Regions from separate parts of the Mus musculus genome. Here regions 2, 3, 4, 5 and 6 are each linked to region 1. Evidence: chromatin contacts called from public Hi-C and promoter capture Hi-C data. All regions are on one chromosome and are shown on one strand. Each heading gives the region's core, a stretch centred on a gene start, on an enhancer-like site or on the middle of the called end of the contact. The rest is flanking DNA. Distances are from core to core; before and after follow the strand shown. Region 1 holds the start of Pds5b (PDS5 cohesin associated factor B). Region 2 overlaps Stard13 (StAR-related lipid transfer (START) domain containing 13). Region 3 overlaps Kl (klotho). Region 4 has its middle 72 kb from the start of Kl. Region 5 overlaps Stard13 (StAR-related lipid transfer (START) domain containing 13). Region 6 holds the start of Kl (klotho).

Evidence for each region. Promoter capture Hi-C pulls out the DNA fragments that hold promoters and counts their contacts. A called contact is a pair of places that touch in the nucleus more often than the background predicts.
Region 2: a Hi-C map of embryonic fibroblasts shows a contact between it and region 1, with 3 times the contacts expected there. The contact joins the enhancer-like site here to the promoter of Pds5b in region 1. A contact is called at or near these places in 3 of 39 promoter capture datasets (the SN4741 cell line, cranial neural crest and hippocampal neurons), 3 of 484 Hi-C or Micro-C datasets (the 3T3-L1 cell line, adipose-derived mesenchymal stem cells and embryonic fibroblasts), 3 of 115 datasets of contacts at active chromatin or transcription factors (the NIH/3T3 cell line, embryonic limb bud and forebrain) and 1 of 9 other capture datasets (adipose tissue).
Region 3: a promoter capture Hi-C map of hippocampal neurons shows a contact between it and region 1, with 4 times the contacts expected there. The contact joins the enhancer-like site here to the promoter of Pds5b in region 1. A contact is called at or near these places in 3 of 39 promoter capture datasets (the 3T3-L1 cell line, embryonic stem cells and hippocampal neurons), 1 of 15 datasets of contacts at CTCF or cohesin (the NIH/3T3 cell line), 1 of 484 Hi-C or Micro-C datasets (the N1E-115 cell line) and 6 of 115 datasets of contacts at active chromatin or transcription factors (embryonic hindbrain, embryonic limb bud, embryonic stem cells and 2 more).
Region 4: a promoter capture Hi-C map of hippocampal neurons shows a contact between it and region 1, with 5 times the contacts expected there. The contact joins the enhancer-like site here to the promoter of Pds5b in region 1. A contact is called at or near these places in 6 of 39 promoter capture datasets (3T3-L1-derived adipocytes, hippocampal neurons, liver and 2 more), 2 of 484 Hi-C or Micro-C datasets (cerebral cortex and embryonic stem cells), 3 of 115 datasets of contacts at active chromatin or transcription factors (embryonic stem cells, neural progenitor cells and stem cell-derived neural progenitor cells) and 1 of 9 other capture datasets (embryonic stem cells).
Region 5: a contact with region 1 is called in a promoter capture Hi-C map of liver, with 4 times the contacts expected there. The contact joins the enhancer-like site here to the promoter of Pds5b in region 1. A contact is called at or near these places in 5 of 39 promoter capture datasets (3T3-L1-derived adipocytes, frontonasal cranial neural crest, hippocampal neurons and 2 more), 3 of 115 datasets of contacts at active chromatin or transcription factors (embryonic limb bud, forebrain and heart atrium) and 1 of 9 other capture datasets (adipose tissue).
Region 6: a contact with region 1 is called in a promoter capture Hi-C map of embryonic stem cells. The contact joins the promoter of Kl here to the promoter of Pds5b in region 1. A contact is called at or near these places in 15 of 39 promoter capture datasets (the 3T3-L1 cell line, the SN4741 cell line, cranial neural crest and 7 more), 1 of 15 datasets of contacts at CTCF or cohesin (embryonic stem cells), 9 of 484 Hi-C or Micro-C datasets (embryonic stem cells, frontal cortex, myocytes and 1 more), 4 of 115 datasets of contacts at active chromatin or transcription factors (craniofacial prominence, embryonic limb bud, embryonic midbrain and 1 more) and 2 of 9 other capture datasets (embryonic stem cells and pancreatic islet).

Annotation. Positions count from the first base shown.
Region 1 is chr5:150,670,663-150,675,184 of GRCm38.p6, forward strand. It overlaps Pds5b (PDS5 cohesin associated factor B), which reads left to right and starts at 3,165. Exons shown (of 35, transcript NM_175310.6): 1 at 3,165-3,291. It overlaps Gm40353, which reads left to right and starts at 516. Exons shown (of 6, transcript XM_017321266.1): 1 at 516-521; 2 at 3,079-3,306; 3 at 3,364-3,900. The coding sequence starts at 516.
Region 2 is chr5:151,172,394-151,176,745 of GRCm38.p6, forward strand. All of the region lies in intron 1 of Stard13 (StAR-related lipid transfer (START) domain containing 13), which reads right to left. Among named protein-coding and RNA genes, the nearest start is that of Stard13, 16 kb to the right of the region's middle. Within about 2 kb of position 2,253, at least 79 of the 459 cell types and tissues checked have an H3K27ac peak or open chromatin away from gene starts, as enhancers often do. A contact at or near this core is called in the SN4741 cell line, adipose tissue, adipose-derived mesenchymal stem cells and 1 more, where this site is marked.
Region 3 is chr5:150,993,651-150,998,073 of GRCm38.p6, forward strand. It overlaps Kl (klotho), which reads left to right. Exons shown (of 5, transcript NM_013823.2): 5 at 1-167. Among named protein-coding and RNA genes, the nearest start is that of Kl, 43 kb to the left of the region's middle. Within about 2 kb of position 3,086, at least 62 of the 459 cell types and tissues checked have an H3K27ac peak or open chromatin away from gene starts, as enhancers often do. A contact at or near this core is called in hippocampal neurons, where this site is marked.
Region 4 is chr5:151,022,034-151,026,957 of GRCm38.p6, forward strand. No RefSeq gene overlaps it. Among named protein-coding and RNA genes, the nearest start is that of Kl, 72 kb to the left of the region's middle. Within about 2 kb of position 1,403, at least 78 of the 459 cell types and tissues checked have an H3K27ac peak or open chromatin away from gene starts, as enhancers often do. A contact at or near this core is called in cerebral cortex, embryonic stem cells, hippocampal neurons and 1 more, where this site is marked.
Region 5 is chr5:151,078,145-151,082,824 of GRCm38.p6, forward strand. The region is part of intron 3 of Stard13 (StAR-related lipid transfer (START) domain containing 13); the gene reads right to left. Among named protein-coding and RNA genes, the nearest start is that of Stard13, 110 kb to the right of the region's middle. Within about 2 kb of position 2,262, at least 7 of the 459 cell types and tissues checked have an H3K27ac peak or open chromatin away from gene starts, as enhancers often do. A contact at or near this core is called in liver, where this site is marked.
Region 6 is chr5:150,949,720-150,954,173 of GRCm38.p6, forward strand. It overlaps Kl (klotho), which reads left to right and starts at 2,888. Exons shown (of 5, transcript NM_013823.2): 1 at 2,888-3,822. The coding sequence starts at 2,998.

The DNA.
Region 1 (4,522 bases), core at 1,915-4,414:
TTAAATATATCACTCCTTTTTCCAGGATTTAGAAAATACAACTGAGTTTTGGAATGGTTCCAATCCCCAATTCTCTGAGATTATATCCCATCCAATTATTTTATCCTAAGGAATTTCACATTGGTAATTGTGAAATCCTCAAATATAAAGAGTACTTTTGTTGGGCTGGAGAGGTAGCTTAGAGGTTAAGAGCACTTACTGCTCTTATAGAGGACCTGGGCTTGGTTCCTGGCTCATAGCTGCCTGTAACTCCAATTCCAGGGGATCTGACACTGTCCTTCTGACCTCCAGCCTGGATTCATAAAATGGCATAACTGGGAACTGGTGGAGACCAGGAGGAGAACTGTCATAGGAGGAAATAGGCCACAGGGGCCAGGCCCTGGAAGTGTAAACCTATTCAAGAGATATGTCTTGGGATGGAGAGATGGCTCAGCCGTTAAAGGATACGCTCACAACCAAAAATATAAGAGATAAATCTCTTAGACTGCTCTCTGGTTGGTAGGAAGTGGTGGACCATGATGGTCTGTCTCACCCAGGGTTGGGAAGAATACAGTCAGCTCACCCTAGATATATGGAAACCTCAGAACCTATGAACCAAACCAATCTGATCGTTCTTTTTAAGTATTTTGGCACGGTTATGAAAATTGATTAATGCATGCATGGTAAAATTGGCAATACTCCAGCAAATGATTGACGACTCTAAACTGTCAAGACCACACCCCCAACAGAATTATGTACTGAGCAAGCATTCTGTGCTCAGCGCCTATTGTATCATATTAAACAATCTGGATGGTGGCAGTGTGTAGTTCCTACATTCTTGCTCTAATTCTGTGGCTCCTAAGAAACTTACATGTATCTTTAGGGGTTTCAGAATTGAGAGGGAAAGATAATAACAACAGAGGCTAGAGAGATAGCTCAGTGGTTAAGAGCAGCGACTGCTCTTCTGAAGGTCCTGAGTTCAAATCCCAGCAACCACATGGTGACTCACAACTATCCATAATGAGATCAGATGTCCTCTTCTGGTGTGTCTGAAGTCAGCTACAGTGTACTTACATATAATAAATAAATAAATAAATAGAAAGAAAATAACAACAAAGAGCTGGAAGCTTCTTTCTTTGTTTCTTTGTTTCTTTCTTTCTTTCTACTTTGTTTTGTTTTTGAGACAGGATCTCACTGTAACCTTGGCTGTCCCGGGACTCACTGTGTAGACCAGGCTGACCTCAAACCTAACAGAGATCTGCCTGCCTCTGCCTCCCAAGGGTTGAGATTAAAGGTGAGTGGCACCACGCTTGCCTAAGAAGCCAGGGCCAAAGATTTGCTTTTTTTTTTTTTAAGACCTATCTAGCTCTTCTGTTCTGTCCTTGCTGGGAACATTGAAGTTGTATAGGAGAGTTCCCAAGGCTTAGTGGATGCATAAAATGGGTAGATGCCTGTAGTACAGCTCTGTAGAAGACAGAGTGATCCCAGGAACCCTGCTGAGAGAGGGAATGAATAGGTGCTAGTATCTGAAGGTGCTTGCTCTGCTACAACTTAAGGCTCTTCTTCCCCAGCACAAACACTGTGGTTTATAAACCTGCATTGCCTATCTTTCGTTTCGAATATCTTACCATAAGCTCCCGATTCACCTCACATGTTCATTGTTGAAACAAACAGTCCTAGTGCAGGGAGATCCTGCTCACTGCAGGGATGGACAGCATCAAAGAGCAAAAGGCGACCAAGACTTGTCAGCTCTGACAGGGACCTGGGGGTGAAGAGAAACCTCCATCTTAGCCCGCCCAGCCCACAGCTGCAGCAGTGAGGGCAGAAGTGGCAAGGGCGCACAAACCTCATTTTCTGGATGGCATCTTTGTGGCCTTCCAATCGCTTCCTCACCCCGTTAAGGGGGGTTCTTGAGCAGTGGGATGAACACTGGATCCCTAGGTCCACCAACCGGTGAGGAGCCATGTAGACATTAATAATCTTTCATTTACACAGCACATAATCTGTGCTGCACCACAGGGTTTAAAACATCGCACAAGAGGTGGAATACACCTTTAATTCTAGCACTTGGGAGGCAGAGGCATAGAGGCAGAGGCAGGTGGGTCTCTGTGAGCTCCAGACCCAGACAGAGCTACATAGTGAGACCCTATCTAACAAAACAAGACAAAACAACAAAAAAAGCCAGGAGTGGTGGCACATACCTTTAGTCCCAGCATTGGGAAGGCAGTGGCTGGAGGATGGAGCCTAGCCTGGGTTATATAGTGATTTCTAGGCCAGTCAGGGCTGCATAGTGAGAGCGTATTCTCAAATAAAATAATACACATTTATTTTTTATTTTATGTGTATGAGTACACTATAGCTATACAGATGGCTGTGAGCCTTCATGTGGTTGTTGGGGAATTGAACTTAGGACCTCTACTCACTCCAGTTGGCACCCTCTCGCTCCAGAAGATGGTGGGTGTCAGATCTCATTATGGGTGGTTGTGATCCACCATGTGGTTGCTGGGGTTTGAACTCAGGACCTTCGGAAGAGCAATCGGTGCTCTAACCCGTTGAACCATCTCGCCGTCCCCCTCCTTTTTTTTTTTTTAGAAATTAAAAAAAAAAAAAAAGGCCGGGCGTAGGGAAAATGCCAGTACTAAGGAGGCAGAAGCAGAGGCAGGCAGATCTCTGAACTCGAGGGCAGCCTGGTCTACATGGTAAGATCATGTGTAGCCTGGTGTACACAGTGAGCTCCACAGGCCAGCTAGGGCGGCAAAGGAAAGAAAAAGGAAAGAAAAAAAAAAAAGCCTCATCCAAAAAAGGAAAGAAAAAAAAAAGCCAAAGCCAGCGGAGTTCAGCTATCTACAGATTTCCCGCCAAAGCCTGGGAGGCTGAGTCCAAGCTGAGAGAACGCACTGACAGCTGCCCATCACTCTGCTGCCAAGGAGACAGAGGAGGCCGCGCCAGCAGGGCGGAGCCTGCGCGTGCGCGCCCCCGGGTGTGTGGGGCGGAGCCCGGAGCGCGGGCTGAGGAGCGCGTGCGCACGCGCCTGAGCGAGAAGCCGTGCGGCCGGTAGGGGGCGCTGAGAACCCACGCGGCGCTCTGCCTGCCCCCCAGGCGCTGTCCGCCGCGGTTCGATTGGAGCAGCCGCGGAGCTGCTCTTGGCGCCATTTTGAAGCGGAGAGGCGGAGGAACGGCCTGGACTGGCTGCGGAAGGGGAGGGGGGGCGGGAGGAGGCGATTGGATGCGGCGGCGGCGGCGGCGGCGGCGAGGGCGGCGGATCCCCGAGATCGGAGGAGCGCGAGGAGTGTAGGAGCCGGGCGACCGGAGGTAGGAGCGACTCGGGTAACGGAAAGGGAGCGCCTCTTCATCGCCTCAGCGCCCCACGCTCCATTTTTCTAGCGGGGCGTGCGCGCGTGGAGCCGTCGCCCGCTGAGCCTCGCGTGTCCCGGTGTCCCAGCGGGGCTGCGGTGGGGCCGGGGGCGGGGAGGCCGCGGGCCGCGGCTGGCGCCGGCCCGGAGTGACCTTTGCGGGGGCCGCGGCCGCGCCCCTCCCCCTCCCCTCTCCTCCCCCTGGAGAGAAGCCCCCCGCGCCGCTTCCCCCTTCCGGCTGCCTGCGGGCCCGGCGCGAGGGGAGGCGCGCCGCACTGCTCGGGAGTCGGGGAAGAGCCGGGAGCCGGCCGAGAGAGCGAGAGCGAGAGAGAGAGAGAGAGAGAAAGAGGAGAGAGTCAGAGAGAGTCAGAGAGAGAGAGAGAGAGAGAGAGAGAGAGTCCTCGGGCGACCGCGGGTGCAGCCCCACGGCGGTACGGACAGTGTGCGGTGCGGGCTCGCCCGCCCGCCTCTGCACCGTTATTCCACTGACACTCTAAAAGTTTGCGGTCCGGGAGAAGCCCTGGCGGCGGCGGCGTTGGTGTTGGCGGCGTTGGCGGCGGCTGTGGCTGTGGGTCTGCTTTTTGTTTTGTTTCGGTTTTTGCTCTGTACGTTGAAGAGCAAATGTGATGTTTGCACATAGGAGCAGGCATGTAGCATGCAGCCGACAGGTGTTTGCAGGGTCGACGGAACCCCGAAATTCAGCACCTGCTCTTCAGCGCTGCATGCTATTCCAGTACGAACTCCCGAGGGGTTTGAAAGAAGAGTGATTCGTTCGCTCCATCCTCAGGAACCCTACCAAGATTTAAAAGCCCCCCCCCCCCCCCATATTTTTGATTTCAAAGAATGCTCCTTTGATACTAGAGTTAGGAACTGATGGGTGGCTGTAATCGCTCCAAGGAGCGGTCTCTCTGTTGAATACTTGTTGAAGCTTTGGAAGTATTGTTTCATTTTTGAAGGTTGGTCTGAGGTCCTGAGAGAGTTGGGGAGGCCTGTGGACTTCAACGAAATAACCTTTTAAAAGCCAGGTGTATGTAGTGTAGGAGGTGGGCTGTAGCTAACTTATGATGACTGAAGTGGAGAAGGGCAATTTAAGCATTGTTCTCAGCACATGTAGTTAACAGTTCCACGAGGGGGTGTTTTCTGTGTTAACTTTTGTGAAAGTCAACTAAGTTGGCACAAGCGCGGGTTTC
Region 2 (4,352 bases), core at 1,003-3,502, 500 kb after region 1:
GAAACTCCTTGCTTAAAAGTGTAATTTCTAAGTTGTTCTTCTATATGTCTTTCCTTCCTCTGAGAGTATTTCACATGGGTTAACTTTAGGTCTCCTATGACTGTGGCCTGAAGTTCCACTATGTGTAGTTACGAACAGCCTGGCTTTTGAATCTACCCCATGAGTAGCTAATCGATAGAAGAATGGACCTTGTAGCTTATTGTTAGTGCTATACCTTCTTTTCTTTTTACAGTGAACATTCATATGTGTGTATATGGGAATACTTCATTCTCACAACTGCATGGAGTAGCCATCATCAGTATTCTGTATAGCTTACGAAACAAGTTTGCAGGGATCATGGGAAATACTCAAGATCACTTTAAGAAGTATGAAGACTTGGATTTGAACCCCATCTGGAAAATAACAAGGCTGGTGGCCTTAACTGATGCATATTACCTACACACTAGAAATTTCAGAAAAGACTCAGCCTCTTGGTGCTTCATGTTAAATCAAGGTTCTGAAGTCTTCATAGCACACAAGCCAAATTGCTAATATCAATCACAAACATGCTAATGTATTTAAATGTCTATGCACCAGGCAGATCCAGCTATGAAGGAAAAAAAAAGTATTCCACTAAGACAAAGGCTGTTGGGAAACCCAGAGAGAGGCATCTTGTGTTTGTATGGATGTGGACATGGACATGGGTAGATGCTATTCTCACGTTGGAGAGCAGGGATGAAGTCAGTGAAGTCCCAGGTGAAGGAAACGGTTTTGGCAAGCCATGAGCTTAGGTATTCCTCCACCAAACAGGCCCCTTTGGTCTTTGTTCATGTCCTCCCTCCAGTTCCCGCCACTGAATTCAGACTTACACAGCCTTTCCAAACCATAACCAGATGCACTGAGCACTTTTCAGAGACTTCATTTGAGTCTTGCTAAGTAGTGACTGTCTCCTCAAATCCAGCCAGGATAGGCAAACAAATAGTTAAAGCAAATAGAATAAAACGGATATTGAAACAGAGTACAGAATGAGATGTGTCTACACACTGTGTGTTTGCTGTCTTCTGCTCTTCTCTCATAAGACTTGAGCTAGGAGGTGACTATGAAGAGTCAAACCATCTGGGCAGTGTAACCCCAGCCTCCTTTTGTCCCCTCAAAGTCGTACAAGCAGCTAAGATCTGAGAACATGCCTAAAGGCCTCCCAACTTGCTTGGCGACACTGCACAGGATCTTAGCCTTGGGCAGTGAGCTGGCCTTCCATAAACCCAAAAGCCTACCCTTTACATTGCCCTGTCACAGTCCCTCACACTGTGACACAATATCTCCTGTTTTAAAAGGTGTTGCTTTGCTAATGGTTACAGGAAATTGTTCATGAAGGATGAAACAATGCTTAGTCAAGTAAAAGTACCAAATGATGTCCGTGACCCTTCAGAGCTCATGAGAAATGAGAGGGGAAAATTAGAATTCACAATGACCTCAGTGAGTGAGACAGTTACTCATCATACATTAAGCCTATAAAACAATTTTAAAGGAAGCTGAGAATTTAGGAGAATGACTTGGGAACCAATTTAAAACAAACCAGTGCTGAAGTGGCACATTCTTTCCAGGTCCTTGGGGAGTTCTGTGAATCACTGGTTTTGGAATAGAAGCAAGCTTTGTGCTTAACCCAGGACAGCAGAGAATAGAGTCAAGCTCTCCAGTGATCCCTATAGCAGAGACCTACTGGAGAGCCAATCAAGAGTTGGAGTACCACACATTCATTTCAGTTAATTTTTCATTCATTTTCCCCCTCAGTAACACTGCTGATGGGCAAGAGCTGATCCTCCCATCTCATTATCAACCATCCCCCCCTCCCCAGACAGTGGTCTGGTGGGGAAGTGAAAGCACTTGGGACTCCCTACCTAGGACAGAGTATCCTAAAAGCCAGGCCTCCTGCCTCTTTGAGCTTGCCTCACTGGTGGGGTCTTTCCTCCTAAAACATAGCCTTCCTTCTCTAGGCTCACACCACTCCTGGGTTTTCTACCCTGCGGATGCCTCACCACAACAGGTAACTTGTATTTGGAAGACAGACATTCCTTAGTGCTGTCTGTTGTTTTAGAACCTTGACTAGCCTGGAACAATCTCAAAATGAATACAAGAGAGCACTCCTCAACTTAACCTTTTCTGCTTAAAAGAAAAAACAAAACAAACAACAACAAAAAACCCTCCCCTGAGAGCTCTGTGGCACAGCCAGCTTACCAGTCTCCTCATGTAAACAGCGGTGGTGCGGCAAGGGAGGAGGTCTGTTTATTATTTTTGATCCTGTTTTGCTTCTGGCAAAATTTCTCAAACAGTCTAAGTTGGCAGAGCACTGATTGCTTCTTCTGACGAGCTACTGTTCGGCAGCTACAACTGGGACCATTCTGGAATAAGGTCGGAGTTGTCCAATGTGCAGGGGGAAAACAATCCTCCACACAAGACTTCTTTCTGTAAATCAGGACCCTCTTATAAGTCACTCTTTCTCAGCATTATAGAGCCAGGGATTTTGAGGGCTGCTGTCCCCAGACCAGCACAGGCTCAATTCAAGTCCCATGTGATCAGCTCCTGTCTGAAAAGACCCACTGTGAAGGCACAGGAGTCTCAGCCTGGGAGCCCCTGGGGAAGTGTAGGGGAGGCTGGGCACTCCACCAGGCACTTTTTATGGAGAAAGGCAGCATTCTAAAAGGTAGAAAGTGGGAAGGTTAGGCCAAGGGTAGAGGAAATTTTTCTTTTCCCTCTTTTTGGGCCAGGGCCTACCTAACCACACTATCCAGCCTCTGGCAAGAAGTCCTGCTGTCCTGACATTTACTTTGGACGCAGAGTTCTTGATAAAGAGCAGCCAACTCTGGGAAGGCAGCGGGAGGGCAGAAAGAGGGTGTTAGTGTAGGGTGGTCACAAGCTGGTTGTAGCTGAATGATGTTCTCCAGCAATGGGGGGAGAGGGGAGGAGGGGCCAACTGTGTCTATAATGACAAAGAACAAACACTCAAACCATCTTTGGGTCCAAGTAAACAATGTCTACTTATAATTAGAAGGAGGATGGGGATTGGCAGTGGTGAGCAACATGGGCTCTTAGCTCACCCAGACTTGAGTTCAGAGTACAGTTCAAGCACTCACTGGCTGTGGGACATCAGGAAAGTTCATTTAACACCATAGAGCCTTCATTTATGCATCTAAGAAAAGGGAGGGGTGAGTGCAAGGTGTGAGGCTCAATCTTGCTTATTTTCCAAAAGGGTAAACTCAGGTCTTAATGAAAACACAATAGGAGAATCATTTCCAACCACACTGGACTCCTTGAAGACAGTTGGTAGATTAACCCTGGGAAGGCTCTAGAAGGTAGCTTCGAGACTACTGTTGCTAAGCTTAGAAATGAGAAGTACTCCAAAACTTAAGATGTATAATGGGAAATATAAAGACTAAATGGCTGACTCCAGTCTGAATGTTTCATCTTCGTGCATACAGATGTTAGCAAACTTTGCAGATCACTTGCCTGTCCACATGGCACCCTGAATATTTTTTTCTACAGCTATGACAGCATGGTAATGTGAAGCAGGGCTCCCCCCAAGGCTATGGGTCCACCTGCAAGGCTCAAGCAGACTGAAGAAGAGTGACTGTCAATGAGATGAAAGGACCTTGTCTACACCCTCTGTCGTTCTTGGCACTGATGAGCTTCAGTGTCCAGAGCAGGCTCTGAAAAGGTAACCAACAATACAATGACCAGAGCCACAGGAGAAAGGCTCACATGAAGGAAACAGAACCAGAGCAGCCTCGTGCAAACCATGGCTGGGAATCTGGAGGCAGGGGAGGAGGGAAATGTGGACTCTGAAACAACTTCTTGTCTTAGTTAGTTAATGTTTGACCACTGCAGGTGCCTGCTGCCAGGCGTCCTTATTCTGTCAGGTGAGTTTACATTAGCCCGCCACAGAACCAGTCATGGAAGTATGCTTTTCTGTGCCACAGGATTCCATTGCAAAGCAATGATTTGGGGGAAATGAGATTAGGAACGTTTAAACTTGTAACGGGCCAACAGTGCTCTTCTTACACACCACAGGCTAACAAGTTAAAAAAAAAAAAAAAAAGACCAGTGCCAGGAGCAAGATAGTTCTTTGGGGATTGTTGGTCAGTGATGTCCCTCTGTCCCACCAAGGCCATTGGTAACTCTCAAGATCTCAATGACATGATCCTGTTGCTGAAGACACCACACACTCAAGTTCTAGAACATGGATAAAACAAGCTGGTGCTGACCTGGAAGCTCCACTGTACTCCCTAGCTTTCAGAAACATTTTAGACTAGAAAGACTTATTCATGGTTTTTCATGTCTCACAAAAACAGACTGTAGGGAGCAAGGCTTCCTAATCA
Region 3 (4,423 bases), core at 1,836-4,335, 320 kb after region 1:
GCCTCAAACTCTTATTCATTTTTACTGAAGTAATTTTTCTGTCATTAGTCTTCAAGAGCAAAACTTTAATAGTTATGGAGAATATTGCCAGAACAGCTCAAAACTGTTTTATTTGTTGGTCCAATTTCCCATTAATTAGTTCAATAATAAATATCATTTAGAAATAACTTTCTTGCTGAATCATTTACTCTTCTTACTCCGGGAATGTAAAGAAAAGTAATTCTGTTTCTTGAGAAAGCATTATAACCAATCTTTGTGCATCTTTACCTTCTACCATAATTATGTGTCTGTGGATTGGTAGTGATTTTTTTTTAATAGTAGGGATGGTAGTTTGAACTTATAATCTAGTACATGGAAGGCTGAGACAGGGGTATAACTGGGAGGTCAAGGCCAGCCAGGGCTATAGACTCTGTTTTTTAAGTAGCAAAGTATTCTCACATTTGCTAAGGTGACCAGAGCAATAGGGCCGTTCAGATGGCCACAGGAGCTGAGAGACACGAGAGAACAACACAGACAAAAAGCCAAAGAGAACAGTACGAGAATGGCAAAATGCTAGGAAGAGAAGAACCAGACACCGGGAAGCCCACCAGCTCAATGAGCATCATGGGAACTTCATGTTCAGTAGAACTTCAGAGACCTCCAGCCATTGGCTAGACAGAAGAGGCGGGGCTTCTTGTGCCAGACTCGGGGACTGGGGTAGGCAGAGAGGGTCTAGGGGGAGGGGCTTTTGGCTAGTGGGGTTGCCTTTGTTGTCTACTATAATGACTGAGTACGTTCAACTAGACAACTCATAAAGAATGGAAGTTTATTTAGGTCAAAGATCTGGCCCAGACCTGTTGCTGTACAAGCCGGTGGGGATTATCACATGGCAAGACAGAGCAAGCTCGTCAGCACTTGCTTCCTTATGGAGCCACCATCTTCTTCATGGGGACCCCATCTTCCTGACCTCATCTAATTCAAAAGATCTCTGGAGACCAAATCTCATTAATGTATCTTTGGAGATTAAGAGTCCAATATGTAAATTCCCAGGGAGACCCTCAACACCAAGATAAACCAATCCGCCTCTCCCTTCTACAGTTCCTCTATAACCTATAGAGTAATTCACATCTAGTTCCCAACTAGGCTAAACAATTGGTGGAACGTATCCTCTAAAGACCTATATGTGGATTGTTGCTTTTCTCATAGCTGTGATCAAATACCTGACCAGAAATAACTTGGGGGTGGGGCAGGTTTATTCTAGCTTAAGATTCAAGGAGATAGGGTCCATCAAAGCAGGTGAAACGTGACAGCAACTGCTTCAGTCAGGCAACAGAGAGAGGACAAGAATAGGATGAGGCTTTCCAGACTCAAGGCTTGCCCCTAGTAACTCACTTCAACCTCCTAACTCGACCAAAACCTCTCAAAACAGTACCATCAATGGGAGACCAAGAGGGAAGTTTTGACATTGAAACCACTACATTCTACCCATGGCTCCCATAGACTCATGGCCAACCCATGGCATAAAGTATATTCATTCTAAGCTCAAAAGTTCCTTATTGTCCTTTTTTATTTCAGATTTTATTTATTTTTATTTTATGTGTGTTTTGCCTGCATGTATGTCTGTGCACTACATGCATGCAGTGCCAATGGAGGCCAGAAGAGGGCGTCGGATCCTCTGGAACTGGAGTTAAAGATGGCTGTGAGCCACCATGTTGGTGCTGAGAATCAAATCAGGGTTCTCTGCAAGAGCATTCAGTGAACTTAACCACTGAGCTGGCTCTCCAGCAACTCCCCCCTCCCCTCCTAAACCCCCCCCCCCACTATCTTTAATAGTTCCAATACTGATCAGAGGTCTACTAAAGTCTCAGGCTGAGGAGATGGTTTCTCTCCTAAAGTTGTCTTTTGGGGGTGGGGTGGGGGGGCGTGACTTTATTTCATCACAGCGATGAAAAGCGTGTGACATAATTTTTCTAGACTAATCCCACTTACTCTTAACATGTTTCAGATTTGTTGATAACTCAATATTTAGAGCTCAATGTTGTAAAAATAAAGTGTTACTATCAAGATGGTTTATTTACCCTGACACATCAGTTAATTTTTGTGACTTTTCATAGACATGTTCAGACGGATTCCTTTAGTAAAATTGAAAGAAAACTCAATTCTTATATTTACTTTATGATACTAAGTTATTTTGTTGTGTTATTTTTGTTTAATTATACAATTTTTTTTATGGGTAGAATCCTGAAGACCATTTGGCAGAAGATACATCCTTACTTGTGTCTTGTACCATCTGCTCTTTTGAAACAATCTAATGACACAGACAGAACATTAGAATTTGCGTATTTGTTATTTAGTTGGTAAATAGTTGCAGACATCAATTTTTCACTTATTTCCAAAATCTTTAGTTAGTAGGGTTTCTTCATTTAGTATAATCTTTGAATATGCTTATTTTATGGTAAAACAATTTAACAGTAAATGACTTTATTTATCTTGTATAATTTTTTTTTGCAATAGAAACATCAGCCATTTCCCTTAATAAATGACTAGAATTGATGAGTTTGGAACTTTCCATCTCTTTGGGCTGCAGTTTCTGCTAATTACAGCTTAGAGCACAAATGTTGCCTAAGGCATTTTGTATTATTTTTGGTTAAAGTGAATCAAAAGCTTTGGCTAGCAACATCTAAGCTATTAGATGGCAAATTGTGCAGTGTTCATGGCCTTAGTGCTACATTTAAGACACGGACTCGTTTCTGCCTTTAAATCACAGGCTATCCTGAGTCTCTGATAAACAGCCCCAAGGTTTCAAATGGAATGTTTCAACAGATAGGAGCAGGGGTGGGTGTGGGTGGAGGGGTGTGAGAGGGGGTGCGGGGGGGGGGGGGCAGAAGTGCTAAGCTGGGAAGGAGAAGAATGGACTTAAAATTAGAGAAAGATTGACAGTTAAGATGAACGCACGAGCAACATGATGAGTGGGTCAGCTTTTATTGTTGTTGGTGCCGTAATAAAATGGCTTTAATTTATCCCTGCCTGTCATTCCTTACCAACCCACATAGCTGGCAGTGCAGGTTAGTCATCCTGGAGGTGCAGGAATCTAGTGCCCGAAGACATGTGACATCACCATGACTCATCCAGGGAAGAAGGAAGGACAGGGACAGAGCAGGAGAGTGGGTGAGGGGTCTGCTCTGTGGGATCCTGGGTGGAGCAGCACTCACAGAGCCTGTGTGTGTCTGTATGTGTGTGTCTGTGTATGTGTATCTGTGTGTGTGTATATGTGTGTGTCTGTGTGTGTCTCTGTGTGTGGGTGTCTGTGTGTGTCTCTGTGTGTCTGTGCCTGTGTGAGTGCCTGTGTGTGTGTCTCTGTGTGTCTGTGTGTGTGCCTGTATGTGTGTCTGTTTCTGTGTGTGGGTGTCTGTGCCTGTGTGTGTGTCTGATTCCCCCCCCCCCCCCCCCCCCCCCAGTTCTGGAGACTGAACCTGGGGTCTTGCACTTGTCACTCGTTAAGCAGATGCTCCACTATTTATTGAGCTAAATTCCTAATCACAAAGCTTTTGTTGTTTTTGGTCTAAGACAGGTTCTCACATTCGAGGTTGGTCTTGAACCACATTACATAGCAGAGGATGGCCTTGAAACTCTGATCTTCCTCTCTTTACTTCCCAAGAGCTGGCTGGGATCACAGCTACAAACCATCACACCTGGTTAGTGTGGTGCTGGGGACTGAAGGTTCTTGCATTTTAAGCAAGCACACTTTCGATGGAGCCACAAACCCAGCCCTGGCAAAACATTCTTGGAAAAAAAGAAATCTGCCAACTCCTATGCATGGAAAGAGAGGGCCTGGAGTTCAGAAGGACCAAGCTCTTATGTAGTAGAGGCAGCCCCAAATCAGATAGGGATCTTGGAACTGCTAGGCTACTAGCAAATTTGCTTTACAACCGGAAGCAAGATATCTTTTCAACCAGGGGTTGTCCTTATCTATAAGGGGATAGAGTGATTAAGACCAGTGGGATCCAGTATTGGTAATACATTCCAGTCACCTGGGAGCTTTAAAAAACAAACAAACAAACAATGACAACAACAACAAAAACCAATAGAGCAGCTTCTCTGGGGGTAGGATTACCACCGAAGCTAAAACAAGAGCAGGGTAATTTCATCCTGGCTTCTCCAAATCTTAATATTTTTGAGAAAGAGTCTCACTCTGTAGCCCAACTTGACTTGGTACTTGCTGAATAGCCCAGGCTGCTCTGAAACTCCTGGCAATCGTCTGGGTCAACCTCACAAGTGCTGGGATTACAGGTGTGAGCCATCCTACCCAGCACCGACTTTAAAACTCATAGGAATTACGTAGGCATGGTAGTTTGAATGAGAAATGAATTCCCCTAAGCCCAGACATTTGAGTACTTGGTCCCCAGTTGTTGGTGGTGTTTTGAGAGATGTGGCCCTGCTGGAG
Region 4 (4,924 bases), core at 153-2,652, 350 kb after region 1:
GCAATGGGAGATGTCACCGTGCAAGAGGGTAGCGAGACACTGGAGTCCTCAGGCTTTGCTGGCAGGAACATAAAATAGCTGAGACTTTGGAAATTACTTTGGCCATTGCTTAAAAGCTTGAAGCAGGAATGAATTACTTTGCAGCTTCACAGCTGAGAATCTACCAGAAATTTAATTCCGCCCACACAGTCACTCTTGGGCCTCACTGCTGACAGTCTTTGTAAGGAAGGCCCAGGCCAGGAGCCTTCGTGGAGGACTCTGAAGAGTCCAGGACATGACACAAATTCTGGGCCGATGACTTCACTTTCTCCAGCCAGGTCCTGCCTAACTCATCGTGGGGAACGTGGGAGCCTGCACTTGTCACAGCAGCACAGGAATTTCAAAGAATTTCAAGATGGAGATGGTCATAGTTCATACAAGGAAGAATTGTTTGTCTTTCCTCTGTTTCCCATTGACATGATCAGGCAGAGCTGGTCTCTCTCTCCTCTTTATTTTTTACTACATATGTTTTTGAAAATTCCTTGTATTATTGTTTTCAATGTCGGCCCGTTCTCTGTGGCACATTCTGGGCTGAAATTCTTCCATGACCATGTGTGGCCACCTTTGAATGTGTTCTTAGCCTTTCATCTTGTTTCGAAGAAGCAAGATGCAGCTGGAGACCCAGAAATGCTGAATTCTCAGTTGCCTCTTTATCAATCCCTTGTACCAAGGATTGGTCAACTATGTGGGAGCAATTGGAAGCCCAAGTGCATTGTAATTGACACCTTTTCAAAGGACTGAGAACTATGGAAAAAATCCAGGGCTCTCACCCCAAGTCTCAATTTTTGGACTAGCTGCACCCAGACATGTCACTGGGTGAGAACCTGGAGGTGTGTGTGTGTGTCTCAGTGGGGTATACCTCAGAATTTACAGGTCTGCAGGCTCAGGTACATAATGAGTAGTTTCTCCTCCCCATCCCTTTGTAAATCCTGAATTCATCAGGAAGCTTGCAGGTCTCAGTCTGCAGTGTCTTCATTATGGAGATTATCTGCTAATTATACTTAACATGTTCTGTGGAAGACTCCAGCTCCTGTCTCAGCAGAAAACCCCAAGAAATCTACTCTGTATGGTTGTCATGGCTACTCTGTGGAGAGCAGCCTCCTCCTCAAAGAGCCAGGAGAACAGAGATTCAATTGCCAGGGTTTTCTGTCCTGGGTAGGTAATTTCAGGAGAGTTTTTCTGTGCCTTATTTTATTCTTTAAAACACAATGGGAGTAGTATTGGTCTAATGCATAAATGATGTGTATGTTGAAATTACACGGACATGGAAATCAATGGATTTGGCACGTCTGTAATGTGCTCGCACAGCAAAGCCTCATGCAATTGTGCCCATTTTCAAGGAGAGATGACAACTTTTAGCTCTAGAGGCTCGTCCGCAGTCGCAGAGCCTGAAGTGTCACCTTGAACAACCTATTTTCAATCTCTGCATAACATCTTGACTTTGGAATGTGGGAACTGGAGACGCTGTTTGTTTTACGCTCCCAAATCCTTGAACCGGAATTACAGCTTGTTCTTCTGTCTTCCCTGGGAAAGCAGGCCCCTCCACCCCTTCCTAGCGAGCTCCACAGAGCTGGAGCCCCGCTGAGTGAGCTGCTGTTTAAAATCCCTCCTGAGCCAGAGTCTGTCCAAGTTCCCCGCTGGGTGTCTGTTTTGCATCAAGCTGAGCCCAGAATTGGATCTAGTTCACCAAAACTGGACCAGCTAGACCTTGGGATTCACGGGGAAAATCATAACAGTATCTCAGTCCCTCTAAGCAGTTCCCTTGCCGCTGGCTCCCTCAGACCTTTGAGAAGCTGCAGAGCTAGTTGGATATTTCTATTCCTTGAATCCGATGCTGGGTATAAACACTGCTGGGTTTATCCCAAAACTCCTCAAAACTGATGGATAGCAGGAAGCTGCCATTTCCAAGTTGCTGTGGAATTGAGAGTCCTACTGGCATGAGAAATAGTCAGGTCCTTGTGTTGTGATTATAAAAAGATAAAGAAATATTAAGATATAATCTGTGGAGGTGTGGTGAGGTATGGGGGGAGGGGGGGCCTCAGCGGGGCCCATGCCAAGGCATCCCTTCCCCATGAGGGACCAGCCACACAACGGTATAGTATAGAATAGAGTTTATTCAGGGCACGGGGAGGGGAGTTATGAGGGTAATAGAGGCAGAGAAAGGCAGAGAGAGGGAGAGAGTAGAGAAGTAGAAACCAGCATGAACACGTGGAGAGTGGGTGGGGGGAAAGGGAATAGAGAGAGATGGGGAACAAGAAGGCAAGAGGCAAAAGAGAGAGGCAAGAGTAAGAGAGAGAGAGAGAGGAGGGGCCAAGCAGCCCCTTTTATAGTGGGCCAGGCCTACCTGGCTGTTGCCAGGTAACTGTGGGGGTGGAATCCAGACAGAATGCCAACACCTTGGTCTTCCTCTGGTTAAAAACAAAAACACCAACTTGACAAAATTGTGTTTTATAAGACGGAGACAAAGCAGACTCAGCAAGTTCTTAACAAGGGTAGGACTTCCCACAATCAAAGGCTTCTGGGTTCTCCTAAGTGCAAAGGTGAGATTTGGCAGCCTTGAGCTGTTTTTGTAGTTAATCATAGTTGTCACCTTGACGGGACTGAGAAATACCTACTAGATTACTGAGGGCACCTCTGGGTGTCCCTGTGTGTGCTTCCAGGACTCAGGCCTCATGCATGGACAGTTTAATTTAGTTCACAGTCCATGTTTGAGTGGACTGTTGAGGATCAGTGTACTGGCTAGTTTTGTGTCAACTTGACACAGCTGGAGTTATCACAGAGAAAGGAGCTTCAGTTGAGGAAATGCCTCCATGATATCCAATTGTAAGGCATTTTCTCAATTAGTGATCAAGTGGGAAAGGCCCCTTGTGGGTGGGACCATCTCTGGGCTGGTAGTCCTGGGTTATATAAGAGAGCAGGCTGAGCAAGCCAGGGGAAGCAAGCCAGTAAAGAACATCCCTCCGTGGCTTCTGCATCAGCTCCTGCTTCCTGACCTGCTTGAGTTCCAGCCCTGACTTCCTTGGTGATGAACAGCAATGTGGAAGAGTAAGCTGAATAAACCCTTTCCTCCCCAACTTGCTTCTTGGTCATGATTGGAATAGAAACCCTGACTAAGACAATCATTGAAATGGCGGAAGCTGGGGAGTGCCCTTCAGTTGCTTCTAATTCTGCCCTCTTCCTCCTGCTCTGCTTCCACCCTGAGGTGAATGGCTGAAACTTTTGAACCAAAAATAAAAATTCTCCCTCTCCATAGGTTATTTCTACCAGGTCCTTATAGGGATGACAAACTTAATAAATGAAGTAGGGGTCATGTGGGAGGAGGCTGCCAGCAAGTGTTCTGATATCAAGGCAAAACTCTCTTGTCCTGGAATGTTCTAGAAAAGTACATCTTCCAGGCCCGCAGGAAAGTAGGAGTTGTGGGGTGTGGTAGAGTAGGGGTACAGAAACAGCCCTATCCATCCCAAACATTATTGATGACAAAGTGAGGTCGCTCTTCAGGTTAAGGCCTTTTTATGCTGTGGCATAATTTCAGGTTTCTCTTCATCCTGAAAATAGCTGCAGATGCCAGAAATCCAAGTAGCAGGAGATGAAGCTTCAGATTCCCGGCAAAGAGATAAAAGGCTTAGTTATGCAAATATGTGGTGGAGCAGCTCAGTCAGGTCTTCCACAGGTGGGCTGATTGGTGCTGATATAGGGTCGGGAAAAGCACCACACAGCAGAGGGACTGATGGCTGCTCTTGGTCATCCACCTGTCACTCCTGGGAACCAGGAAAGAGCAGCCTCTCTCAGATTGGCTCATGGGCACATTTGTGGGGCATTTTCTTGATTACTAGTTGATGTTTGGAGGGCCCAGTTCCCTGAGGAAGGTCCTATCCCTGGGCAGGTGGCCCTTGGCTGTCTGAGCAAGCCAGTAAGCCTAGTTCCTCCCTCCATGTTTTCTGCTTCCAAGTTCCTGCCTTGGCTTCCCTTGATGGTGGACACCCCTTTCTCCTTAAGTTGCTTTTCGGTAACAGTGTTCATTGTAGCAACAGAGAGCAAAGTAGAGCAAGGGCACCTGAGACAAACCTGTCCAGCCTTGGGAGAACCTAGGGAGGGAGGGAAGGTAGGCAGGCAGGCCCTGAGTACCGCCGGCTTCCCAGGGCCCATGCAGGGGCTGGCTCTTCTGTATGCCTGTAGGAAACAGTGTGGTGCTGTTTCCTGTGAGATAACCCAGATTTAGATAACCTGGGAAATGAGTCAATGCAGGCTCATTGTGTGATTATCTCCATCAGGTGAACCACACCCCTCTGATAAATTGGTGAAACCCAGTCTTCTTTAAAGGTGAACTGGTGTCTCTCGGGCTTCACTCATGGCCTCATCATATTCTGAAGACTGAGTGAATTTGGGCCTGAGATCCACTGTGGCCTTGGGTTCCTTAGGATCCCTTCCTTCCAACTGCTGGTAACTACTGACATTGCAAGACATCAGAGCAAGGCAGGGCAGGCTGTGAGCAGGCCCCCTAAGGCCGGGTTTGGGGAGAGGGGCTCTCTGTGAGCAAATGTTAATTCTGTCCCTTGTGTTGTCCCTTCCCTTGTCCCAACAGGTTGAGTCTTGTCATATTATTGTCTTCTCTCTGAAGAGTTAATCCAGCTGGGCCAGCCAGTTACCTGGTCTAAACTGTTGCTTGGAAAAGCGGATACACCTTAATTGGGCTTTGCTAAAATGGTAGGAGGAATAATTATCCCTTTGTATGGATAGTGTATCCTTCTTTTCCAGAAAGCTTGGCCTCAGTGGGCTGCTTTCAGAACTGCTATGTTTCTGATGAGCTAGGGCCTGTCTGAATACTAACTCAGCAAAATGTTCTGTCTGTCTGTCTGTCTTTCTGTCTCTCTCTCTCCAGATCTCT
Region 5 (4,680 bases), core at 1,012-3,511, 410 kb after region 1:
AGCAAAGCTGAGGTTAGAGATAACAAGTAATCTCTTAACAAATGGTCATGAAACATCTAGATAGTCACATGAAAAAAAAAATCAATCCAGGTAGACTTTCTGCTCCTAATACAGATGACTTCCAAGTAGACCACATCCCTAAACAGAAACGCGCAGCTCTAGGATTTCAAAATGAAAATAGGACAAAATTTAAGTGGCCTTGAGTGTGTGATGACTTTTTGTTTTCAACATCAAAGGTGCATCCAAGTGACAAGATGTAAAAGTTCTGATCATACAGAGGATGAGATGACTGGAAGGAGACCTGAAGAAAACGTTTCTGAAATGTTTATCTGAATCTGATCAATTATACAGTGTGTTCAAATAACCTTAAAACCCACAATAAGAAAGCAAATGGCCCAGTTTAAAGATAGTTTAATTATTTTTATCACAACTATCTTCATCATAAAAAGGGACGTTGTAGTAAAATATAATCAGCATTGGGCTGAAGAGATGGCTCAGTGGCTAGGAGTGCTTGCTACCTCTGAAGGCTCACAACTGCCTGTACCCCACCCCCACAGGCTCTGATGCCATCTTCTGGCCTAGAGGTATGGCACTCACGTGTGGGTGCAAATGAAGAGACACACACAGACACAGATATGAAGAGGTCAGTTCCGAGCTGTTGGAAAATTCCACCAGACCCCCGAGCACATAGGCACCCCTCCCCTCCTGGAAGAGACAGGTCAGAGAGCATGTAGGCTGGAAGGGAGAGGCTGAGCAAGCCCCCACTACCTCATCCCCTAAAGATCAATCAGTTTAAAGGGTGCACTGTTCCACCAATCATATTGTGCCTAGTTGCTGATGCTCCATTTTGCCCCTGGAAACTGTATAAAAACTCGCTGAATGGGCTACCCAGGGTTGCCACCTCTCCTTCTGGTGTAGTACGACCCCAGTGCACTGGAACAATAAATTCCTCTTGCTTCTGCATCAATCCCTGGCTCCGTGTTGTTCACACGGGGGTCCCCAGTAACTAAGGCTTGGCAGAGTCTTACAGATACACACACACACAGAGGGACACAGACATATACACAGACATGTACACTCATACCCACACATGCAGATATATACATATTATACCCCCAGACACCAACACAGGGACACACACATAGGGACACAAACATATACACAGATACACAGAGACACACACATATACATAGATCTACCTACACACACACACACACACACACACACACACACACACACACACAGAGTAATATAGACACAGACAGACAGACACACACACACACTCAAAGGCACACACATAGACACATACATACACACAAATACAGGGACACAGACACAGTCATATACACAGACATACACACTCACACACACACACACAGGGACATAAAAACAGATATACATCACACAGAGATACACACACAGACCTACAGATATACACAGACACACAGAGATATACACACAGATACACATTCACACACAAACACACAAGGATACAGACACAGAGAGGGACATACACATAAACACACACACAGACCCACACTCAGATACAGACACAGAGGGGGACATACACATAGAAACACACAGACACACACACATAGACATAAACACACACAGTGACACACAGATATACTCAAAGACACAGACACACAGATAAAATGAAATAAGACACAACGTAAAGTGTTCAGTATAACATGTTAATTGCAAATTAAAGCAATCATGAGTTCCACTGCTTCTTTAAACAGTGCTACTGAGAGAGCGAGGGTCAGGAGCGCTCACCCACTGCTGCTGACAATGGGACATGGCTCAGGTGAGACAGCTGAACAGGTCATTACTGCGAAACACACCCGTTGGTATTCACCCAAATGGGTTTAAGATTTATTTCCACGTGTAAATGTGTACACACTCAGTGTTTACAGCCACTTTAGTCATCACTAGTGAAATTCAAGAGCAATCAAGATGTCCGGTGGCTGGAAAGATGAACTATGGTATAACCAGACAACAGAGTGGTAATTAGAAGTGAGTTATAAAGACACAGAAGGCACAGTAGACACTTAAGTGACTATTAAAGGCCAATATGAAAAGGCTGTAAATTGTGATTCTAATTAGAAAGCATTGTGCAAGAGTTAAAGTTATGGAGGCAGTCCAAAGACCAGAAGTTGCCAGAGACTAGGGAAATGGAGGGACGCCTAGGCAGAGCAGAGGGTTTTTAGGGCAGTGAAATGGATGCGAATGCCACAGTGGTGCATGTCTGTCACTATACACCCGTCAAAAGCACAGAATTTAAATAGAAAGCAGTGCTGTAATTCACCCTGTGTACTTCATGCTGTAATGGGTGGACTGCCCTTTGGCAGATATTGATCGTGGTAGAAATGTATGTGAGGGCAAGGGGCAAATGTGGGCACTGTGCATCAGTTAAAGTTTGTTATGAACCTCAAAGGGCTCTAAAAGCAGTCAATTTGAAAAGATACCATTTGTATTATAATGATTATTATTTATTGGGCTTTGGAATTAAAGATATAAAGTGATGTGCATTTATTTTTCAGAGATTGTTTTCGTTGCACATGTATTGTGTGCATGTTCTCATGGGTGTATGTGCACATGTGTTTGTAGTGCATGGCTGTGTATATGTAGGCCAAAGGTTAACATTGAGTGTCTTCACCTCCTCATCTTACGTATTAAGGTAAGACCTCTCCTTTGAACCCAGAGTTCATCAACTCTGTCTAGATGGGCGGTTTTCACCCTTCCTAATGCTGTGACCCTTTAATACAGTTTCTCATGTTGTGGTGACCCCCAACCATAGCATTACGAATTGTAATGTAAATATCTGTGTTTTCCAATGGTCTTAGGAGAGCCCCCGAAAGGGTCCAGATTACCAGCTTGTCCTGGGGCTCTCCTATCTGTGTGTCCCGTGTATTAGATTACAGAAGGGTGGTCATGCCTACCTGAGTTTACACGGGCACTGTCTCCAGCTCAGTGGTCTGGATAGATTTTGTCTATCCACTGTATGCTAATTAGCTCTTAATCCAGTGTGCAAAATTATCATCATTGGAGGCATTTTGACATTTTGGGTATAGGGGCTGGAGAGATGGCTCAGCAGTTAAGAGCACTGACAGCTCTTCTGGAGGTCCTGAGCTCAAATCCCAGCAAGCACACGGTAGCTCCCAACCATCTGTAATGAGTGAGATCTAACACCCTCTTCTGGTGTGTCTGAAAACAGCTATAGTGTACTTACATATAACAAATAAATAAATCTTTGAAAATTAAGTACACAATAAACTAACAAGATATCAAAAACAAACTTTAAAAAAAATGGTTTTAGAGCTTTATTGTAGAAAGGCAGGGAGAAAGGAGAGAAGGTAGAAAGAGAGAGGCCAGCCACGGCCATGTGGAGAGAGTAGGAAAGGGAGAGAGAAAAGGAGGGCTAGAGAGTAAGAAAGGTGAGGGTTAAAGAGCCAAACTTTTTTTTTTTAAAGAAATGTTGGGTATAATTTCAATCTTCTTATAAACAGACCATCCTGAATCCTGTAAACCATGAGAGAAGAAAATACTCTTTAGGGTAACTGTCTGACACTATGCATCTCTTCATGGTGTGATAGAGCATTGTTGATTTGTGAATTATTTCTCATATGGTGAGGTAAACAACGGTGACCTTTGTAAGCACCCAGACTGGGTGCAACATACATTGTAGAGATAGATGATAGCCTCTCTCAGATTTGGCTTCTGTAGGTAAGAAATATACCATATACCAGAAATATTCACTATACTCTGTCAAAACTGCTATAAAACTCTGGTGTGAGTGAAGCCAACCTTCAGTGAGGACAAATACAACTTAAATTTAATTATAAGTAATAAGACAAACTCTCGAATGGTCCTCGTTGGTCTTTTTATGATTGCCTGGCAGACTGTTCCAACGTGAATAAAAATTTTAATTATAGAATGTATTTTGCCATCCACAAATGGACTGGACTGGAGCCTCTCCCAAGCTTATACCATAATTTATTCTTCTTATAATTTTCAGAAGCCTAGAACAGTGGTTCTCAGCCCTCTTAATGCTGTGACCCTTTAATATAGTCCCTCATGTTGTGGTGACTCTCAACCATAAAATTATTTTTGTTGTACTTCATAACTGAACTTTTGCCTACTGTTGTGAATCATAATGTAAATATCTGTGCTTTTTGATGGTCTTAGGCCACCCCTGTGAAAGAGTCATTCAACTCCCAAAGGGGTCATGCCCCACAGGTTGAGAACCACTGGCCTGAAATGCAATTCTATATGAACACTGCATGAACCTATGGTATCTGCAGATCACTGCTGTTGTCTTGGTGCAGTCAGACCACAGAACCCATCAGCACCGAACACCATAGCCTATGAGCTGCACCCGGTTTGCCTCTACTGGGGACCAAAGTGAGTTAGTTCAATGGATGGTAAGGGAACAGTTCTGGGCCATTGGTATTGCCTCTTTCAGAGAAGGACTCAGGCTTCTTGGGAGGACCATTGGCTCAAGGGAGTCAAACGCAGGTGACATCCCAGCTAGATGTGATGTCTGTCCTATCTCCTTCACTTATTGCTTCTGTCTACTGTGGAATCGTTTTAGTAGAACCTAGAAAATGGAGGGAGGCTCCATGCATAGCCTGGCAGTCCCTTTGCACTGAAGCAGAAAAGCCCAGGTTGGCCCATTAC
Region 6 (4,454 bases), core at 1,638-4,137, 280 kb after region 1:
GTGTGCTGTACATGTGTGCATATGTGCATGAAGCTACTCTTGGGCATCCGTTCTCCATTCGTTCTCCATTCATTCTCCATCCTTTCTCCATTGCTCCGTTCTCCACCATGTCCATGGAGGCAGGACTTCTTAGTAAAGCCCAAAGCTCCAAGATATGCATCGTCTTGCTAGCCAGCTTGCTCTAGGCATCCCGCCTCCAGTTTCAGGGACTAGAATGACAGGCAGGCCAGCATGTCCACTAGGCATTTATATAGGGCTTGGGGGATCCAGACTCATATCCTTGCACTTCTGAAGCAAGCAATTTAACCACGGAGTCATCTTCCAACCCCTTCTGGCCTCTGTTGAACATAGTCTCATCACTGTGAGCAAAATCAATAAACACAATTTATAGCTTTTTTTTTTTTTTGCTGAGATTATAACGTTTTCTTCATATTCAAAGAAGAGCAACAGTTTCTCACAGTGTTTAAAATTCCAAGGCATCTAAAGCCTACGAGTTTGCAAAATGAAACAAACAAAACATACAAAAAACCCAAACACACACACACACACACACACACACAACTCAGCTGAAATAAAGTGTGAGCCAGTCCCCAAGGCTGCATTCTTGTCTTCTAGCAGGAAGGGGGATGGGACACGGGGATGGATGGGAAGGGGGAGATGGGGGCAGGGGCAGGAAGGACACTTTACCCTGGGGTTCTGGTACTTCTCTGATTAATTGCTTAACTTCATGTTTTGCCTCACCCCCTTGATCTCCCCAAATTCGAGAAGTAACACAGGAGTCCTTACTCATACTTGGGGAGTCCAGAGTTCAATTACCACAGCATAGAAAGTAAAAATAAATCTGGAAAGAAATGTTTAAAAGAAAGTTCTGAAGATCAAGTTTAATTACCGGGGAATCCCTTTTGTTGGGTTGAATTAACTGTGATCTAGGAGCCCTGCTATCAAGTTTGGTAGACTCTGGGTCCATCTAATATACCACATGTCCCTCTTGCAGATAAATATCAAATGGGAAGCAGTTAGTCACCCTTTAATCACTGCTGTACGAGAAATTCCTTTTCTTTTTAGTATTGTTGGTCAACTTAAAAAAAAAAAGAACAATAGGTAGAATCTATTTAGCACACTAAACAGTAAGACTAAGTACATCCCCAGCCTCAACTGTTTCTTTCTTTTTAAAAATTATTACTTTTTAAAAAATGTGCATTGGGTTTGTTGTTGTTTTACATGTATGGGTATCTGTGAAGGTATATTGTGAAGGAATCTTGAAGTTATAGACAGTTGTGAGCTGCCATGTGGGTGCTGGGAATTGCACCTGGGTCCTCTGGTAGACTAGTCACTGCTCTTAACCACCGAGCCATCTCTACAGCCCTCCCAACTGTTTCCTTAAGTCACTTGAAGCTTCAGCTCTAGAAGGGGCCCTTGATGCTGCATGCAGACATATGTGCTGTCGAATCTTCCGGTAAGATGGTGACTGCAAGGCTGCATGAAGCGATTTAAAAAAAATTGCTCATTGTTATTTTTTCATTTATTGAGATATTTTAATGACACACTGAATAGAAACGAGGTGTCTTTGTCCCCACCTGGTGACTTCATATCACTAATGGTGATAATGTGTGCTTGCTGGAGTTGAGACTATTTCATCAAGTACTGGAGTAAGTTTACTGTGCTGACATTGTAGCAAGCATCTTCGAATGTAACACTTGTGGCTGTATTGACTTTCTATTTGTGTGGAATTCTGAGGAGGACATCACTCTCAGAGTGCCTGTTCTGCAAGGATGTTACTCATCCCTCTGTGGGCGGGAGGCAGCGGCTGAGTTGTACCTTACTGAGTAGGATGGTGGCATCCTTCATTTTTTCTGGGCTTCCCTTAGGGACTCATCTTAGTGTACATTTGTCCTTTGAGCTTCGAGATGTTTCCCAATGAATGGGACAAAGCCCGTGTATATGTATAGGTATAGGTGTACATTCATACATACATACATACATACACGGCGTGGGGGACAGAAGTCTCCCACCCAGCACTCCTGCCCAGAGACCCCACTTGCTAAGCCAGGGCTGGACGTCAAAACGTGGATATTCATAAGAAGGATGGCAAAGGGTGATGAACGGGATATGGTGCCATGGAAGTTGAAATGTGAGTGGTCTGGAGTTTTTCTTTCTCTTGGAAAACAACTCACAGCTACAACCTCACCAGAGAATCCAGAGGGATCTCATTAAGGAACACTGCTGATTTAAAGGGTTAAAGGGGGATAACGGGGGAGGGAAGAGAAGGGGACGACCCAGGGAAAGGAGAAACAGAAGCCTCACACAACCCATCATTCTTAGACCCACTGTGTGTTCTTGTAGGCTCTGCAGGCTGGGGTCTGAGGCAAGGCGGACTCTCGCCTTCTCTAATGGGATGGGGGACTCTCTTATCAGAAGAAAACTGCCTGAGTACTCTTAAACCTCGCAAAGTTCCACCTGAATTCCCCACCCTGCCTTCCTGCTGTGTTCAGATACAGCAAAGCTCTCCTGGGATGTTCTCTGAAAGATTCCCCTGGATAGAGGGCTCAGAATGGGAGAAAGGGGAAAGCAGGTGATTTTCCCCACTCCCCCACCCCCGAGGCGCCAAACGTTGTGCAAAGTTGGGCAGCTGTTTCTGTCCTCCAGGAACACCAGTCCCAGGAAGGCAAAGGGAGTGGACGCGGGGAGTGGGCGACGCGGGGACATCTCAGGATGGAGGCCACAGGATTGTGCGATGTGGAATAGTCTGCTCCCTGAGCTGGCTGCAGCAGGTGCTTGTTCTCCGACGTCCCTATGACCCCTGCTGTGCTCTCTCTGGGCACCCTGGCTGGCTGAGCCCCTGTCCCGCCCCCGTGCCAGGCCGGAGTGGGGGGCGGCGCCTGCTCTGGATAATCATTGCTCGTGGGGCGGCGGGAGCGGGGGTGGGCACCGCGTAGGGAGGGCGGCGGGGCGCGGGCATATAGGGGCGCGGCGCGGTGCCCTCCCGGCTCCCGCAGCATGCTAGCCCGCGCCCCTCCTCGCCGCCCGCCGCGGCTGGTGCTGCTCCGTTTGCTGTTGCTGCATCTGCTGCTGCTCGCCCTGCGCGCCCGCTGCCTGAGCGCTGAGCCGGGTCAGGGCGCGCAGACCTGGGCTCGCTTCGCGCGCGCTCCTGCCCCAGAGGCCGCTGGCCTCCTCCACGACACCTTCCCCGACGGTTTCCTCTGGGCGGTAGGCAGCGCCGCCTATCAGACCGAGGGCGGCTGGCGACAGCACGGCAAAGGCGCGTCCATCTGGGACACTTTCACCCATCACTCTGGGGCGGCCCCGTCCGACTCCCCGATCGTCGTGGCGCCGTCGGGTGCCCCGTCGCCTCCCCTGTCCTCCACTGGAGATGTGGCCAGCGATAGTTACAACAACGTCTACCGCGACACAGAGGGGCTGCGCGAACTGGGGGTCACCCACTACCGCTTCTCCATATCGTGGGCGCGGGTGCTCCCCAATGGCACCGCGGGCACTCCCAACCGCGAGGGGCTGCGCTACTACCGGCGGCTGCTGGAGCGGCTGCGGGAGCTGGGCGTGCAGCCGGTGGTTACCCTGTACCATTGGGACCTGCCACAGCGCCTGCAGGACACCTATGGCGGATGGGCCAATCGCGCCCTGGCCGACCATTTCAGGGATTATGCCGAGCTCTGCTTCCGCCACTTCGGTGGTCAGGTCAAGTACTGGATCACCATTGACAACCCCTACGTGGTGGCCTGGCACGGGTATGCCACCGGGCGCCTGGCCCCGGGCGTGAGGGGCAGCTCCAGGCTCGGGTACCTGGTTGCCCACAACCTACTTTTGGTGAGTTCGAGGGGCCAGGCAGGGGGCCACCTTGGGGGACAGAGGGCCTCGGAAGTGCCAGAGCCACTTCCAGAAATCCTTACTTGAACCCATTACGAGGTCACACAGGTCTGACACTTTGCAGGCGGAGACACCCCCCCCCCCCCAGCAGCTCTGGGGTTCTCTTCTAGAAGTGGAGTTAGAAACTGGAGCGGAATCCTGCAGCGCGTGCTTTAGGGCCCCTAGAAAAGGACACGGGGCCATTTCTCCACTGAGCAAGCGTTTCTCCCCAGGTGTTGGGAAGTCGAAGTTCCTAGAGGTAATGGCCAGCAAGATTTGTTAGAATCAGCTGCAGAGTCAGAATAAAGACGGTGAATGAAAGCAACACCCGTGTTCACGAGCTGCAAACAGGCATTGCCCGTGCAAGACCTCTGTGTTAATTCAGTAAAACCCGTCTTGCTAGTGACTCAAGGTTATCTAGTTTGGTAGCAGTGTCAAAATCCTTGAACTGTTTGGGTTTAAGCTGTGTTTTGAGGTCCCTTCTGAGGCAGGGCTGGATAGGAACTTCTTTGCCTCTATCACCATGAATTGTCATAGGTCTGAAGACAGTCCCCCCTCCCTGCCCCCCCACACAGTGCAAGATGGACATATAA